Linked DNA regions of Sus scrofa: region 2 is linked to region 1. A link is a contact called in public Hi-C data. All regions are on one chromosome and are shown on one strand. The core of a region is the stretch at or near the end of the contact, and the rest is flanking DNA. Distances in the headings are between cores, read along the strand shown. Region 1 holds the start of ZNF205 (zinc finger protein 205). Region 2 holds the start of MMP25 (matrix metalloproteinase-25).

Evidence for each region. A called contact is a pair of places that touch in the nucleus more often than the background predicts.
Region 2: a Hi-C map of alveolar macrophages shows a contact between it and region 1, with 1.7 times the contacts expected there. The contact joins the promoter of MMP25 here to the promoter of ZNF205 in region 1. A contact is called at or near these places in 9 of 47 Hi-C or Micro-C datasets (alveolar macrophages, blood, embryonic fibroblasts and 1 more).

Annotation. Positions count from the first base shown.
Region 1 is chr3:39,101,843-39,104,989 of Sscrofa11.1, forward strand. ZNF205 (zinc finger protein 205) reads right to left here and starts at 1,468. Exons shown (of 8, transcript NM_001243641.1): 1 at 1,310-1,468; 2 at 747-857.
Region 2 is chr3:39,142,095-39,145,241 of Sscrofa11.1, forward strand. MMP25 (matrix metalloproteinase-25) reads right to left here and starts at 1,527. Exons shown (of 10, transcript XM_005662216.3): 1 at 1-1,527.

The DNA.
Region 1 (3,147 bases), core at 218-2,717:
GAAAATATTGATTGAGCACATACTGTGTGACAGACATTTGCTCCTTCTTGGAAATGAGAGGAAAGCCATCTAGGGCTGATGTAGGACTGAGCAAGCCTAGGAGGAAGGATTATCAAACAATATTTTCCATGTGGCAATTGCAGTCCCGGTAAGACCAGCAAGGCATCAGGGCAAGATGAGTTCATAAGTAAGCAGAGATCAAAAACCTAAACTCTGGAGTTCCCATCATGGTGCAGCAGAAACAAATCTGACTAGGAACCATGAGGTCGCAGGTTCGATCCCTGGCCTTGCGCAGTGGATTAAGGATCTGGCAGTGCCGTGACCTGTGGTGTAGGTCACAGATGCAGCTTGGATCTGGCGTGGCTGTGGTGTGGGCTGGCAGCTACAGCTCCAATTAGACCCCTAGTCTGGGAACCTCCATATGCCCCAGGTACAGCCCTAAAAAAAAAAAAGACAAAAAAACCCCGCTAAACTCCTTCAGTGCCCAGGTGGTACCATAAGACCAGAATGAGGAGGGACTTCCAGGTCCTCAAGAAATTATGTTTTGTTTCAAGGTGGTAGTTGCAGACTCCGTATTACCAAAGCTTGAGGATGTTTCAAGAGAAGCCAAAAAAGAATTTGATCTCTATGTGAAATAGCTAACTTTTGAACGTCGATAATTACAAGAAACAAAAGAATTCCAAACAACTCCAGCAGAAAACCTCTGCCGTCCAGCTCACAGGCCACCAGATTAGGAATGTACTTACCTCAGGAGCCTGTTCACAAGACAGCTGTCATGGATTAAGTCACTTATTGGGGCTTCAGGCACAGGAAACACTCAACAAATGCCAGCACCGGTATCCTGCAGCTTCAGGGAGCTTGAGTAAGAACACACCATTTTTAGTAAGTAAATTGCAATCTACCCTTAGATTGGCCTGCGAGTTGACTCAGGCCTTAAAAAGGACTTTACAAAAAAATACTCAGAATAATAAAAACGAAAAAAAAAGCATCATAGGAAGCAAGGAAAATGAAAACAAACGTGTACTAATTAAGACGGTGAAGCCAGCCCGGAGACAGGGCAATGCAGAGATTTAGCCTTAGCAAGAAGAGAGTGTAAGGGCAAATAAAGGGAGAGAAGCCAGGAAAAATAGGAATAATCGAGTAAACAGCAGAACAATGCTAACCACTGAAAACAGAGAAAGGAAGCCAGAATAAGTGTTAGATAGACGGGGCCCTAGAAATACAAAAATTTTCAAGAGAAATAACTAAGAACTCCCAGGGCAGCTGGGGACCAGGTCGTGAGAGCACATGGCCACCGGCCCGCCCACACCTGGAGCCGTGGAAACAACCCTGAGGCCCTGTTCCCTGATGCCACGCGGCTGCAGAGAGATGCGTTCGGTTCGGAGCCACCGGAGGCCCAGGAACCCCGGGCACACAATTCGGCGCGGCCCAGCTCCGCAGCAGGCGGAAAGCAGACGCAGGGAGCATGTCGCCCAGGCAACGAATCTACCCCGCCTCCCGCCACGAGAGACGCCGGTGATTGGCTGTGGCCCCGATGGTTCCGCCCCTCCAGGGTACCGCCCAGTCGCCCTTACCTGCGCGCTCCCGTCCGCGCCCGCGAGTGGCAGCCCCAAAGAGTCGGGAGGGTCACCCCGGTGCTACCTGACCCTGGTGTGCCTGAGTTTCCCGTCCGGCTGCTACATTTCAATTTCCGGTTTTCTCGTGGCGCCCGTCGGCACTGGGGCGACTGGCGGCGAGGACCGCGGGGCGGACACCTGGGAGCCCTGCGGGGAAACTTAGGCTGTCTCCTCGAGGGCCCTCCGCCCGAGAGCGCTGGCGCCCGGGTACCCGGGAGCGCGATTTCTGGTCAAGCATCTCCCTACATATCTTTTTTTTTTTTTTAATGCATATCATTTTATTTTGCCGGCTCCGCCCGCCCCGCCGCCCTGGCGGTGACAACGTTGCTTTTTTTCAATCAATTAATCATGTACTTAGGTCGGTATGGAAGTATGCATTGGCCGGCCCCAGGTCATATGGAGTTCCGGAGCCAGGGATCAGGTCCGAGTCACAGCTGTGGCAACTCTGGATCCTTTTAACGCAATGTGCCAGGCTGGGAATCGGATCTGAGTCCTGGTGCTGCTTAGACACCACCGCCACAGCGCAACATGATTATTTTAAATTGTACCCTTTAAAGGAGGGTGGGGTTATACTGCATTCCCCGTAGTCGCTCACCTGTCCCTTGTGTGGACGCCTTTTCTGCTGTGTCGAAAATGGATGCCCTGGTTGGCATTCGGAAATAAAAACTCTAGGCCAGGATCCTCGATCAAAGATCCACGGTCCTCGTTCAGCATGTTTCTTTTTCAAGGCCACGGCTGAAGAAATGCGCTCCAGGAGGAAAGAGTCCAGGCCTTACGCCTGCCCTGCCGGGGAATCCATCTTGCAACACAGGGATCCCGATGCGTTCGTCCAGCTCACTGGGCTGCCATTTGTCCTCCTACCGATCTCTTTTGTGTTTTGTTTTGTTGTTTCAAAAGTGGTAGTATACCGGAGTTCCCTTCGTGGCGCAGTGGTTAACGAATCCGACTAGAAACCATGAGGTTGCGGGTTCGGTCCCTGCCCTTGCTCAGCGGGTTAACAATCCAGCGTTGCCATGACCTGTGGTGTAGGTTGCAGATGCAGCTTGGATCCCGCGTTGCTGTGGCTCTGGGGTAGGCCAGTGGCTACAGCTCCGATTCGACCCCTAGCCTGGGAACCTCCATATGCCGCGGAAGCGGCCCAAAGAAATAGCAAAAAGACAAAAAAAAAAAAAAAAAAAAAAAGGTAGTATACCATATGCCGCTGACCTGCTCCTTCTGCATGTGTGCCACATATCTTAGAGATGTTCATAAAAAAAGGAGTTCCCGTCGTGGCTCAGTGGTTAACGAATCCAACTAGGAACCTTGAGGTTGTGGGTTCCACCCTGGCCTTGCTCAGGAACCTTGAGGTTGCGGGTTCCATCCCTGACCTTGCTCAGTGGGTTAAGGATCCAGCGTTGCCATGAGCTGTGGTGTAGTTCCCAGATGCAGCTTAGATACCGAGTTGCTGTGGCTCTGGCGTAGGCTGCCAGCTGCAGCTAGGATTAGACTCCTAGCCTGGGAGCGGCCTTAGAAAAGCCAAGACAAAAATTAA
Region 2 (3,147 bases), core at 277-2,776, 40 kb after region 1:
ACAAGAGGATGCGGGGTCGCGCGGGAGTCCGAGGCCCTGGAAGGCACGGTGCGGGGGACCCGGGGCGTCCAGCGGAGGGCCGGGAGACTTGAGAAGGCGTGGGAAGGGGGAGGAGGTGTGCGTTCCGGGGCCCCGGCGGCGGCGGCGGCCTTTCGGGGGCGCGGGCCCGTCCCGTCCTCGCAGGCAGCCCCTTCCCTGCCCCGGACCAGCAGACCGGGCGGGGCGGGGCTGGGCGGGGCAGGTACACCCGGCAAAGCAGCCACGGGGCAGCGGGGGGCGGGGTTGGGGATGGGGAAGGGCCCGATCTTCGGTCATCCAGTGAGACGGGGCGGACCGGGAGGTGGCTCAGTTCCCCGCCCGAACCCAGGGACTCTCTTCCGAGCCCTTGAGAGAACGCGGGGCACGGCTCCGGGTTACGGCTGCAAGTTTCTCTTCCTAAATCCCGGCGGGACTCCCCGGATCGCCGCTAGCTTCTGCTTTTCGCGGATCCCGGCGGCCAGGTCCGGGGGAGGAGCTGCAACGGGTCCTCCCCTTCCCCCAGCCGCCCTGGGCGGAGACCCCAGGCCGCGCGGCCGGCGAAGCGCGGAGGGGTTTCTGGACAGCGGGAGGTTGGGGCGCTTCCCTCGCGGTGGAGCCGCGACGAGCCCCTCGCGCATCTCCCCCGCGTGTGCGCGAGGGTGGCTCCCTGTGGTCCCCGAATTCATTCCCCCCACCACGCGGGCAGCGCGGTCTCTGCCTCCTGCAAGGTGGTCCTGGCTTCTCTAGATCCCAGGCCCGGAGGCTTCTCCGGGACCGCGCCCCCTCTCGGCAGGTACTAGGCACTTAAAACCCACTGACGTCCTCGCCGAAGCAAGGGCGCCTACCCGCCGCCAGGAGGGCAGGGTGGGGGAGGCGGGGGAGCGGCACGAGATCCGGGAGGCAGAGACTCGGAGACGCGCAGAGCCGCCCCTCACACCCCGGGGGGAGCCGGGGGCTGGGAGGCCCGGCAGCTGGAGGAGGAGGAGGAAGATGGGGGTGGACTTCCTGGCGAGGGGCGGGGGGCAGCGACGGGACCCCCTGTGTGTTTCAAGCAAAACAAACAGTGAGCAGGATGAGCAAGCTAGAGACGCAAACTAAACCACGGAGATCCTGTGCTAGTTTGCTGGCGCCGCCACAACAAACCCCCACGGACCGACCGGGGACGTGAACAACAGAAAGGCACTTCCTCCTCACAGCTCTGGAGGCGGCAAGTCCAAAATCAAGGAGCCTTTTCAAGGCCTCGCTCCTCGCCACGCAGGTGGCTGTTTTGTCCCTGTGTCCTCGCATGGGCTTTCCTCTGTGCCCTTTTACGACTGGCTGAGGGCCCGCACTAAGGGCCTCATTTTACCTGGATCACTTCTTGAAAGGTCCCGTCTCCAAATACAGCCACTTCCGAGGCGCTGGAGGCCAGCGCGTCAACAAAGGGATTTAGGAACACAGTTCCGTCCCTAAGAATCCCGTTTGCAATAAAAATGTCCACTCCTCCTCCTCCTGGTGTTTTTCCTTTCCTTTTTTTTTTTTTTTTTTTTTTTTTTTTTTGGCTTTTTGTCTTTTCTAGGGCTGCTCCCGCGGCATATAGAGGTTCCCAGGCTAGGGGTCTAATCCAAGCTGTGTCTGCGACCTACACCACAGCTCATGGCAATGCCAGATCCTAAACCCACTGAGCAAGACCAGGGATCGAACCCGCCGCCTCATGGTTCCTAGTCGGATTCATTAACCACTGAGCCACGAGGGGAACTCCTGTTTTTCCTTTACTTTCACACCACGACCACACTCATCATTTTTTTCTTTTTTTTTTTTTGGTTACACCCCTTCCCCCATGGGAAGTCCCATGGGCCAGGCAGGGATTGAACCCGCGGCCACAGCAGTAATCAGAACCACAGCAGTGACAGTGCTGGGGTCCTTGACCCTCTGTGCCACTAGGGAACTCCAACCACTGGACATTTCTGACACCAGACATGTGTTTTTGTCTTTCCCCGTAGCAGGCTGTCCTCTGAGACACCAGCCGTCAATCCTTCCATCATGGCTAGGAAAAGAGCATGCAGTTTAGCCCACCAGAATGATCCGTTTTACCCTCTTCCATCAGAGTGGTGGCCTTCCGCTCACCTCGGAACTGCTGTCTACAAATCGAGCAGCCCTTTCTTGGCCAGTTAAGAGCTGTTTCTAGGGCGCTCACTGCCCAAGTGGTGGAATCCAGCAGCTGCTCACACAGGGCTCAGAGAGAGACTCCTTACTCGTCGTGAGGATCTCCCAGGCAGCACCGTCCTCTAAAAACCATTCCCATTTGATTATGGAACTCCGCTGGGCTCGGCCATCCCAGTAGAGTCATTCTCTGACATCACCCTAGACACCATGGGTATTTCAGGTTTTAAGATCACTTTACGCCCTTCAGTCCTTGGGGGAGCTTCACCTGACTGCTGGTAACCAGCGGATGAACCTGGAAACGCTCTAGTTCAAAGTCCCAGCAGTCATCGCTAGGGGGCGCTCACGGGCTCTTGCCCTAAGCCTACGTCCACACTCCATGCAGGACTACGGCACACAGAATTTGCCCCCCAGCACCCCACATTTCTATCGCAGCCTGTGCAGGCTCCAGCAATCTTACTGGTTCCCGGTTAGCACCTCCCAGGAACACTGTCTGAACGGCGGTTTTGCAAGCCTGGCTTGCAGCACTGGTTAGAGAAACAGTCCCCAGTCAGAGTCAGTCCCCAGGATGGCAGGCGGGCAAGAGGCACGACCGCTTGACATAAAGCCTTTTAAACAAACACTCCAGCTTCCACACTCTCATGAAGTCTGGCACCTTTACATTCTGCTCTATCAATCCAGTGGCAGCCAAGTCAGGGCTTCCCCCATGGGTCCTGGTACCATGCCGCGTGGGCTCCTTTCCCAAGGAGTCCCAGGAACTTCCTGTCTTGACCCTGTTTCACTGACTCCTGTGCAAAAGGCCTTGGATCGGAGAAGATTCTGGGAAGATGGTGACGTAACAAGCATGAGGGATCTGTTTCCCCACCCGGATAACAACTGCAAAAAAAGAAAAAAAAAAGAAAAGAGTTCCTGTCGTGGCGCAGCAGAAACGAACCTGGCTAGGAACCATGAGGTTGCAGGTTCCATCCCTGGCCTCCCTCAGTGGGT